3 separate regions of the Danio rerio genome follow, and regions 2 and 3 are each linked to region 1. Evidence: chromatin contacts called from public Hi-C data. All regions are on one chromosome and are shown on one strand. Each heading gives the region's core, a stretch centred on a gene start, on an enhancer-like site or on the middle of the called end of the contact. The rest is flanking DNA. Distances are from core to core; before and after follow the strand shown. Region 1 holds the start of kdm7aa (lysine (K)-specific demethylase 7Aa). Region 2 holds the start of nup107 (nucleoporin 107). Region 3 has its middle 29 kb from the start of nup107.

The links. A called contact is a pair of places that touch in the nucleus more often than the background predicts.
Region 2: a contact with region 1 is called in a Hi-C map of hematopoietic stem cells, with 2.8 times the contacts expected there. The contact joins the promoter of nup107 here to the promoter of kdm7aa in region 1. A contact is called at or near these places in 3 of 18 Hi-C or Micro-C datasets (embryo, hematopoietic stem cells and an unstated tissue) and 1 of 4 datasets of contacts at active chromatin or transcription factors (embryo).
Region 3: a contact with region 1 is called in a Hi-C map of skeletal muscle, with 5 times the contacts expected there. The contact joins the enhancer-like site here to the promoter of kdm7aa in region 1. A contact is called at or near these places in 3 of 18 Hi-C or Micro-C datasets (caudal fin, skeletal muscle and an unstated tissue) and 2 of 4 datasets of contacts at active chromatin or transcription factors (caudal fin and embryo).

What each region holds. Positions count from the first base shown.
Region 1 is chr4:23,117,598-23,121,242 of GRCz12tu, reverse strand. It overlaps kdm7aa (lysine (K)-specific demethylase 7Aa), which reads left to right and starts at 1,924. Exons shown (of 18, transcript NM_001346151.1): 1 at 1,924-2,030. The coding sequence starts at 1,933.
Region 2 is chr4:23,348,231-23,351,875 of GRCz12tu, reverse strand. nup107 (nucleoporin 107) reads left to right here and starts at 1,947. Exons shown (of 26, transcript NM_001030167.1): 1 at 1,947-2,042; 2 at 2,858-2,943; 3 at 3,055-3,147. The coding sequence starts at 2,035.
Region 3 is chr4:23,319,578-23,323,222 of GRCz12tu, reverse strand. It overlaps a transcript of kdm7aa not described here. Among named protein-coding and RNA genes, the nearest start is that of nup107, 29 kb to the left of the region's middle. Within about 2 kb of position 1,897, at least 5 of the 62 cell types and tissues checked have an H3K27ac peak or open chromatin away from gene starts, as enhancers often do. A contact at or near this core is called in caudal fin and skeletal muscle, where this site is marked.

The sequences.
Region 1 (3,645 bases), core at 675-3,174:
AACTAATTATAATTTACATTATTAAATATACAGTAAATCTATAGAACCATTGACAGACCACACACCTTTAGCATTTATTTTTTCTCTGAAGTCTTATGAGGTAAGGCAAACTTGTTCATAATACGTACATGCAAACTCGAATTTTTATTTTAGAGGGGCCCCAATGAGAGTATAATAATAATAAAGAAATAATCATCAGAAAATAACGTTGTGCCTTTCAGAGCAACACTAGATGGCGCACAAGTCTAAAAGCTTACCCTGTAAAGAAACCTGGTTGCCTTAAATGTTTATGCTGAATCAAGTTAATCGTATGAGTCTATTGAAGTTACATTATGTTCAACTGACTTAAAACTGCTTGCATAACTTATAAAATTAAGTTAGAACTTAGTTTAATTAGTTACAATGAACACAAAACATATGCTGTCTTGACTAATTGTTCATATCATTTTTTTTATAATGTGATGATGAGTGAAATTACCAGAGGTCAAATGTAGTTTTGTGCACCATAGGCTGAAACTTTGAGTATATCCAGGCTGAGGTAAAAACCCTGAAGCTCCATCTGAGGCTATACATAAAGAAAATCACTCTTTTGAACGCAATCCTTTCCATAAACCCCAAACGATGAGATGATTAATCCCTTAAGGATATGAATTTATAATAAAACATATCTATGTATTGATATATTTAAGAATTTCCTGTTTCTTTTTTGGATACCGTTTGTATTGATTTATCAATATATGATAACAGTTGTTGAACCAGCTAAATGTTATATATTACATCCAACTTGTTAAATAAATATTGTGTTAATGTACAAAACATTGATTGCTCAATGTCAGTTTAATCTACTTATCCAATTGTGTTTAGAATTTTATTTTATTTATAAAATTAAATCTTCCCATTCCTTTATTTTTGTTCATTAAGTAAATATAGTAAACAACATGTATTATTCTGCTACAAAATGTGAATACTAATTATCAATAAATGGTCTTTAATGTTTTTATATTTATTAGCCTATATTAAAAATATATGTATATATGTTGTTGTTGTTTTAGTTTTTGGAGCGCTATGCTAATAAATCGTTTGAAGTGAAAAACGTAATAAATATATTATTTTGTTATTATGTATATTTCTGACAAACATGAAAGTTATATTTAATGTTTTAGATGTGTTATAAAATCATAGTGTATTTTATTAAATGTAATAGTGCTACGTGTGTGTTGATTATAATTATTTGTAATATTTTATTTATAATGCTTCTCATTGAAAGAAACAACCTGCCCAGTTATATTAACTTGTGTGTGTGAACGGGTGTATTTGAGTGTATTTTGTGCGTAGCCCCTCCCTCCTCCCTCCTTCAGCCGAGCTCCTGCGTGCGCATGTCCAAGAACACCGCAGATCACGTAGTGCACGTGCACAACGCTGATTATGAATTAACACACAAGAGCTTTATGTAACTCTCCTGTTCAGCTGTTCAACTTTCTCATTCAGCTTTATTTTACATTTGATGACTTTATCATGATAAATAAACCGTCCCTAATTGATAAATTATATTGGCCAAATCCTAATGTTAAATGAGATACTAGATAAATACAGATTATGTTAGAGTTTGGATTTACATATTGTAAAATAAACTTAGGCAGTTTTCTGTGTGTCAATTGATTTTACATCGTCATCATCACGTTAGTAGGTCAATGACCTATAGTCTACTTAGTGTTTTCGTCTCGTAAAAAAACAACATTTTGCCTTCGAGCTTGCTCCATTTATCCAAGCGTTCGTGATTGAGCGCATGTCTGCAGTGGAAGCCGCTGATGTCGGATTTTCCTTCGGCAGTTTCCGCTGGCCTTAGCTACGCCTATTTTTCCCGTTCGGGAGATTCCGCTGACGTTAATCCCTCCCCTACAGTGCTAAGCGTTGTTTAGGGACATTAGGAAGATGGCGGCTGCCCCGCTATACTGTGTCTGCCGGCAGCCTTATGATGTTAACCGGTTTATGATCGAATGCGACATCTGTAAAGACTGGTTTCACGGCAGGTATGAGGATTATAGACTCTTTAACATATGGGGGACGTTTGGTATGTCAATGCTGCCTTGCCACGGGTGTATTCTGTGGTGTAAATCAAGGGTGTCATGAGAAAGTGCTGGTGACGCGCGTTGGGGGGATTTAAATATGACGGTGCGCGATCACGCTCGTCTCGCATTTGTTTTGAGGCATATCGATCGATTTCTGTCAGGCTTTTTCGTGATTAATGTGTACGAGGAAGTTTTGTGACAACCTGCCGTTCTCGGTCTTTCCTTCAGGATTAAATTGTGCTGCTCTCCCTTTGAAGCGAGCTGCCAAAAGCCACATGGCTCATCTGTATGTGTGTTATGAAGCTAGGCATTTAAACCGTCTGTCTGCTTCGGCTTGACATGCTTTGCTAGACATGAAGTAAACAGATCTTATATTTTCTCATTTTATTGTTTAAAGTGAAACACCAGGATTATTATATTTATGATTTGTGTTGGGTTTGAACAAGTTTTAATCTCTGATTTGAGTAATTTAGTCCTTGTATACTTAGTAATTAGTTACCACAGCAGAGTAGATTATTTACTATAGTTTGTTAAAGCAATTATCAGAACACTTAAGTAAATTTATGGCTGCTTCAATTTATCAGCCTGTTAAATATTTTAAAATGTACTTTTCTAGGTTGTCCTGATTATTAAAACAGTTTCTTCTTACTCTGTAATAAACAAAATTGACATAATAGATGTCTTGACAAGTATGCATAAAACATATTCATGTTTTTATGATCCTTTCTAATTTTATGACTTGCCTGAAGTTTTGACAAGTTTTATTCTGTGATTTCGGCCTAGTTACTGTATTTTTAAGTAAATATCACTGCAGAATACATTTTTTATTACAGTTTTAAATATTAATTCATTAGAACTTGTAGGTCTCTTATTAATCTGCCTCTTATTACATTACGTATACATTTCTGGGTCATCCTGATTATCTATCTTGTTTATACCATATATCACCCTTCATGCCTAAAGATTTCTTGTTGCTTTGTAATAAACATAATTGACTTAATGTGTGTCAGTAGGATGTCTTGACAAGTATGCATATAAAACTGAGCATGAATTTATGATAATCTTGTCTGATCATGCAATGTTTATCCAGTTCTCTGTCTCGCATTGTTTGATGTGGCAAGACAAGTTGTGCAATGTGAGAATTTCTAGTATTTGGCAGAACAGATATTTTTCTAATAGGCAGATGCACAAACATACAAGACAGCATCTCTCTTGGCACACCAACAATTTTGGCATATTGTCAAAAGAAGCTGCCTTTAAGCTTCAGGACAGAATCTATTCTTTAAATGGGCCAGGTCAGTGCTTCCCTTCCTGTCTTGTGAAGTATCCGCTGGTATATAGTGACTGTTTGTTGTGGGTGTTGAGAATTAAGTCTTGCATAACTTTTGCCGAGCTGCCAGGTTCCCCAAACCCAGTGAGAGTGTGAGACAAGGACTGACGCCTTTGCAGGCCAGAAGAAGAAGTGAAGGGAACGACTGTGATTCTGCAGTGTCAGTGACGCACACAGTCTGCTACGAAATGCTTGGTGTCACTTCATTCCATACATCTAGATTGATGTGACACAATGTTCTCAGGA
Region 2 (3,645 bases), core at 698-3,197, 230 kb before region 1:
ATGACCTAGTCACAAAAACTGTAAGTGAGCTACTATTTTTCTGAAATGCAACTCAATGGATATATACTTACTTTTGCAGAGCTCTTGTTTACTGTATGATATTTACTGAAATACTGTCAAATAAAACCTTGACATGGTGTAAAGTATTCAAGTAAAATACAAGTGTTCTGTGAGAGTTTGATTTACTTAACGGCCTGAGCTGATTTTGCGCATAAACTGTTTAATGGTTTATTTTAACGATAATGCTGTCTGTGGGTTGTGACACAATTGCAGGATAAGGTAAGTATAACCTCTAGGTCAAAGAAGAGATACATTTTTGTGTCCACATCAAATTAAATTTACAAAAGTGATTTTATATACGAAGAAAGCAGTCCCAGCAGGCACAGGATGTCAACTTGATGTACCCCAGACAGGCGGACATGCCCACCCTAAAATCAACCAAATATCAATGTCTAAAGATGTCAGCTTGAGATTGTGTGGATGGTACCACTATGACGTCTGTCAGACGTTGGATTTTGGTTGCCATACCTTACGAATAAATTTCAGATTTGACATAAATATGATGTTGGTTTAAGATGTTGGATCGAATTTGGATTTTGGTCACTTTTCAACAGAACCTAAAATCAACCAAATATCAACGTCTAATGATGTTGTTATTGGACGTCAAAATAATGTTGTCCATAGATGCTGGCTAAACGTTGAATTTTGGTCATTTGACATCACGACTTAAATCCAACCCATGTGTGCCTGCTGAGATGATGTCAAGCAAAGTGTGTAATATAATTTTGTCAAAATAAAATATGGGTGAAATAGTGTCCCATTGGCATTAAGCATACTGATATTTGTGTAACAATTAAACAAAGTTCTTTTTCTGACCAGTGCTTATTAAACTTTATAAAATAATTAGTGATTGTACTAAATTATGTGTTTTAAATTGAGAAGAACATTTATGGAAAACAATTATATATTGGAATTAATAAGTTTTCTTTCTTTGTCATTAAAATCCATTACAATCTTATATCCATTCTGAAATTCTTCGAAATTTCAATATCTTGACAATAGAGCGGCCCACTTTGCAAACTCACAATTATTTTTGTCTGATGCATTTTCATTATGAGATGAAACATTAAGATGCATGTATTTTCAGGTTTTAGATCACGAAGAGAAGCTTCGAAGCATTACAGTAAGTTCATCTTATACAACCTCAAGCATGTATAAAATAAGCAATACTTTGGCAAACACTAGATTTAGAAGGACAACTGTTGATTTTGTGTTGTTATTCTTACCCACATGGCAAACATTCTCTGGCCCACACAATCAGCTTTTGCCTGGCCCACATGCTGCAGTGAAATGCGGTGCACAACGGGACAAAGTCTGGCCAAATATGGACCATTTGGGCCAAGTCTCAGCCAAGTTAACAGCTTATAGCTGGGCCTGAACTGGGCCACATATCTTGGTATGTCACGACTGCAGTAAAATTGATAAACTCATGTTACGTTATCTCCGTTCATCCTTCTATGTATCGAATTATTATGAGCAATAACCTGACATTAACGTAGACGTTAATAACTACGTGACATTTGTACGGAAAATCCTTCAAACATCCCCCGAATACCACTCATGAGACGTGACATTTTAATTTATTGTACAAATTAAAAAATAATCCCTTACACGTCGCGTGCGTTTAATAAAGCAATATATACGTTTTGAATTGGCTAAGGCTACAAATATGCTCGAAAAGTCTTATATTATTACAGGATAATTAGGAATAAATGTTATCCCAAAATCGCATACATTTAAAATGATTATAGAACAAATAAGATATTTTGATTTGCATGAAATTTTTCCTGTATCCAGTAGATGGCAGTGCCTGACAGGCTTTAGTGGTGCAGTAATCGTTCAGCTACTCCCTTAGAGGGCAGTGTGATTCACACAAAGACATGAACGGCACAGATGAAGAAATAACCTCAGAAGTGAAGGCGCTCAAACCGTGTGCTAGCAGCTTTGGCTAGCAGATAGGAACATATTGACAATATGGAATGGTAAAGATTACATTTTATTATTGTTTTGGTTGTTTACGAATGGCGTTGGATTATTTTGGTTGCTATATAGCCTTTCTGCCATACCCGGATGTAGTTACTGTATAGAGAACCGCTCCACATGTCAGTTGAATAGTTTGACTATAAAAACACATGACAGAAAAGAGCATATTTTATTTTTTATCACTTATATTGTGTTTCATTTTTTAAATTAATTAGAACATAATGCTATTATAGCTTAAATGCACCGTTTTAGGCCACATAAGAGTACTCATTTGTTAGCGCTCTTTGTTCTGGCAGTTTTTAGGTTAGATTATATTGAACTTCATTGTCATTACACATGTACAAGACATTATATAGGTTAGGTCTAACAAGGAGTGCAACAGGAGCAAGTGGAGGATTTAGGTATAAGTTATAAGTGGAATTATAGAAAACTATTGGTAATATTTGCAAACAGATGTACTATGAACATTATATACAGATACTTGGATAATCGTTGGCTACTAATATGATTTGCCAATTCAGAATAATATAATTTCTGAAATGATATTATTAGGAAGAATATAAAACCAACTTTACCTCTATAAAACCCAAAAATTCCTCACCTCGAGTCATTCTTTATACAAGTATTTATTTGTTTATTTTTTTATTTATTTTTTTATTTTGTTTGGTTGTTTTTTATTTTTGTTAATAATGGGTGGTAAAAAATATTAAGGCCAGGAAAGTTGTTCATCCAGCCTAACACTGTTCATTTTTTCTTCTGCAGCACTAAAGATGTTATGATGTGTAGGATGTAAAATGTGTTTATTCTTGTGCAGGAGTCAGACTTGGTTGAGTCCAGTGGTTCGGGACGCTGAGGTGACCCGTGCGGCCCGCAGAAAGAGTTCTCACAAAAAAGTTGCTTGTATCCTTTTAAGATTACAAATAACACTATCTGTATCTCCATGATCCTCACTAAAAAAATTGTTATAAGCATGTAGGAAGGATGTTATTATCCCTTTACTCTTGAGTTCAGTCCCGTTGGCACAGGATGACTCTCCTGGCACCAGCACGACCCCTGCTCGACCTCTCCTGCGCCAAACACCTGGACCTCGCCTTAAACAGACATGTAAGTAAACACATACTGCACACGTACACTATGAACTATAAAGACAGAATTATTAGCCCTCCTGTGAAATTGGTGTTCTTTTTCATATATTTCCCAAATGATTTTTAACAGCAAGAACATTTTGCACAGTATTTCCTATAATTTTTTTATTTTTATTTTGCGGAAAGCATTATTTCTTTTAGTTTTTCTGAAATATAAAAATAAAAAACTTTAAAATCTGCTGAGGTCGATATTATTAGCCCCCCTTTAGTTTTGTTATCAGTTGGGTGACCGCTGTACAAACAACTGTTGTCCAATGACTTGCTTAATTTACCAAAATTGTCTAGGTAAACTAATTAACCTAGTTTAAACCTCACTATTAAGTTGCACTTTAAAATAGCTGGGAAAATATGATGTACTGTCATCATGGCAAAGACAAAATAATTTAATTATTAGAAATTAATTATTAAATCTGTTTTGTTTTTAAATGTGTTGGGGAAAAAATCTAGTTTCTGTTAA
Region 3 (3,645 bases), core at 648-3,147, 200 kb before region 1:
CTTTAACACATCTGCTACTGCTACATAGTTTATAATGTAATATAATTAACATAGGGTTTCATAAGTTAACATTAACATAATAATTGACAAAATTGTACAACATTTATTAATCTTAATTCTACATTTACTAATGATTATTTGTGCTTGTTATAATATAATATAATATAATATAATATAATATAATATAATATAATATAATATAATATAATATAATATAATATAATAAACCAGTTGTCCTCATATAACATGCATGCAGAATGTGTATTTCACAACTGTATAAATTAGGTATCGAGTTTCAGAAGGCAATACATCTAAATGAACAATTAACTGATTAAATATAAATGACTGATACCCAGCGCTGCTCACCGTCATCCATTAAGTGCTTCAGCAGTGGCTCTTCTTTATGTGGTGAACTGGAAACAAGACATTTTAATAATGACTAGAGGGCAGATGTTACTGTGCTAATAACTGCATTGACCCGCTCAGTATGGTGCATTAGTAACTGATCACTTTTATTTTTATTTATCAAGAACGCTGGTTCTGTGTATTTCTTATTCAGATATTATTAAAAAGTCTTTTAAATGCCATAAACTAAACCTGCTACAAAAGGAATCACAAAACTGCCAACTTTAATTTGAAGCAAATAAATTAGCCCCTACTCGTTGAAAATATGTGCCTTGGCTTACATTAAAAAAAAAACATTGCCCTGGGTACAAACTGTGCTACAAAATCGGCATTTTTTATTTAAGGTCTGTTTTCTTTAAAAATCAACTATCTTCATTGCCTGATTAATATATGTTATGAAGTGGATCTCACAATGTAAAAGAAGCACTGCATTAAAATAATTTTATTTGCATCATGTCTTTAAAATATGAACATATATTTTACCCCAGTATATTCAATGCAGGATCTACACTAGCCTTCTAATCCTGACGAGCGTGTGCATGTAAACGTTTCATCTTGTTTTATGCTTGAACAACTAAATGAACATTACATAAACATTAATGCTGTAAAATGAACCATGTAAAATTGAAAAGTCACTAAGTCACATGGAAGTTTATCAGGGAAGAAACACTAGCTGTGCACATAATCTATTAAATTCTTTTGGTTGTATACTTATAAACAGTGTGCATTGCTTATTACATGTGTATAGAAATATTAAAGTTTAATTCAATTGTGTCTGAGCTTCATTGGATTGGGTGGAGCTAAATATCTCCATTAGCTCACTTTGCTTACTGCAATTCTCTGATTGGGGGAATTTTCTGTATAGCAGCATGGATGTAATGCAGTGAAATGCTTTGAAATGCTCACAGGAAACAAGACTCAGCACAGAAGTGTGTGTGGCATGTAAAGAGTCCATGACATTAGTCTTTAGAAGCATCAGCTGTATGTGTGTGTGAAATCATGGGGTGATCTGGGACTGGTGTGTGAGTGAGGTGCAAGATGGGGTATGTTGTTCAGTTCAATGTAAGTGTTCTCCAGTAGCCTGCATAACAATAGCTAATGTATTTTTTGCTGTAGTTATAACAGGATTAATGTAAACAACTCACTGTGAACACTACTGTAATTTTCTGAAATATTTCTTTGCTTTATTAAAAACTATTAATGTTCCAAGTGGTGATTTGTAATGACTGCTGTTTGTCAATCAATTCAAGAGAGAATAGTGATGTATTTAAAAAAATCGCATATTCTTTTCTTTGAAGGATTTTCACTACATCTCTGGTCAAAATAATGTAACTACAAAAATTCTTGGAGTAGTAGAAGCAGCTGGTCTCATGGATTGATGGACATTCATGTTTGTTTCAGCGTTGTGCTTTCTGTCTCCTTGTTTACAGACGCAGGAGTATTTGTGGGCGGTTGCTCTGCATGTAAATTGTGTCTTTATGTCACAGTATGAAGTCAGACTCGGAAATGTAGGCCATGCTTTAGATGATTCATACCAGAACTCTCAGCTTTCTGCCCACTGAATCGCTCCTTTCAGTAAAACAACATAAACCTCTGCCGTGACAAACAAACATGCTGCTATTTTCAGACGTGCAGCAATCATCCTGTGGCAGAATGCGAAAATATCAGCAGATAATATTTATTGTTTGTTTTCATATTTGAGACTGAAAGTCTACAGGCACAGGATGTTTGTCCACTGGATGAACATTGTGTAAGTGTTGTACTAGCTGAATCTGCATCTGCTGCTCATGTTTTCATGCAGTAAATGTCATTTAAACCTTATTACATATTCAGGTCTGATTTAAGCCAAAAGAGATGCATAAAAATGAGAAGGGAAAGAAAAAGTATAGTTTTTTTGTGAGGGGACGAAACTTTAGAACAGCTTTAAGAACCTTTAAATACGTGCAATTTATTTACATTTTTAAAAGATGTGTCAATCAAAAATACATTTGGTCACACTTTTTAGGACAGAAATTTTATTTTATCTGTAATGTAAAATGTATTTATTTAGTTTAAAAACAGGTTTGTGTATGCGTGTTTGTATGTATGAATTTGTCGGTTTATTTCAGACCTAAAAGCAGATAAAATAAATAATTTAAAAAGAGGGTCCAGAATTTTTTCTCCATAAATAGTAAACAAATGTTTAAAGGCATAAAAAGTGTCCAGATTATTATTATTTTTTTTCAGTTTAAATGTTAAGATTGAAATAGGTGTGTTCATTCATGCCAAGGATGATAAAAAAATAAATCCGGTATTTTACAATATGCAGAATATCAGAGACTGCAACTGTAATGAAATACATGATTGAACATGTTGGAATCACTTTCAGAGCATTTTCCCCAGCTGATAAATTGGGTAAACATTGCCAGCTCAAAAAATATAAACATAAATGGATGAAAGAAATAGTTGGAATGATTAGAAAATTTAACTTTGCCACACGGGAAATTTTTTTTTTTTAATTATTTTAAAATTATATTAAAAATAAAAGTTCAAATATATATAGCAAAAGAAAATCGAAGACACTCAAAAAAACAAAAAACCTTTTTAATTTTTTTTTCTTCATTTTTTTAGTATTTAGCTTGATTTTCTTTTTGCTCATGAATCCCTTACCCGAAAAGCACCAATACATTAGGCTACCACTGAGGAGTTTTTTGTTTGATTTTGGATTTTTAAAAAATGTAATCAACTTTTCCCCTCTTTAATTATATGTTTTTTTTAGTTTTTTTTTTATAAGCAGCCTGATCTGGAATGAATGTATGCATAATGGAAAAAATAGCAATAAACATTGTAAAAGGAGGGTGAGGGAGAGCAACAGACCTTAGTGGGCGACAAAATCGTTTCGTGACCCACTTTAACTGTTTGCTGTCAGCTCTTGGAAATTATAACAGCCTCATTTCACTGTGTCAATAAACATGTTTTTTGATTCACTCTTTAGCTCAGTGATCTCTCTAGGTAGCCGTTTTCTAAAAACCCTCAGAATGAGTCATTCTCCCAGCAACATTAATTATAAAATCTGTTCTGAGAATAACTATAATAGACATAATGCATGCGTACATACGTGCGCCTTAACGCATTGTCCAATGTCACAGTGAAAACATCAGCAGCTATTAATAACAGCCTGCTGAAGGCATTGCCACACCAAAGGAATATCTCTGTTGCTATGGAGTCCAGAGTTGATGACATCACAGAGCAATATGAAAG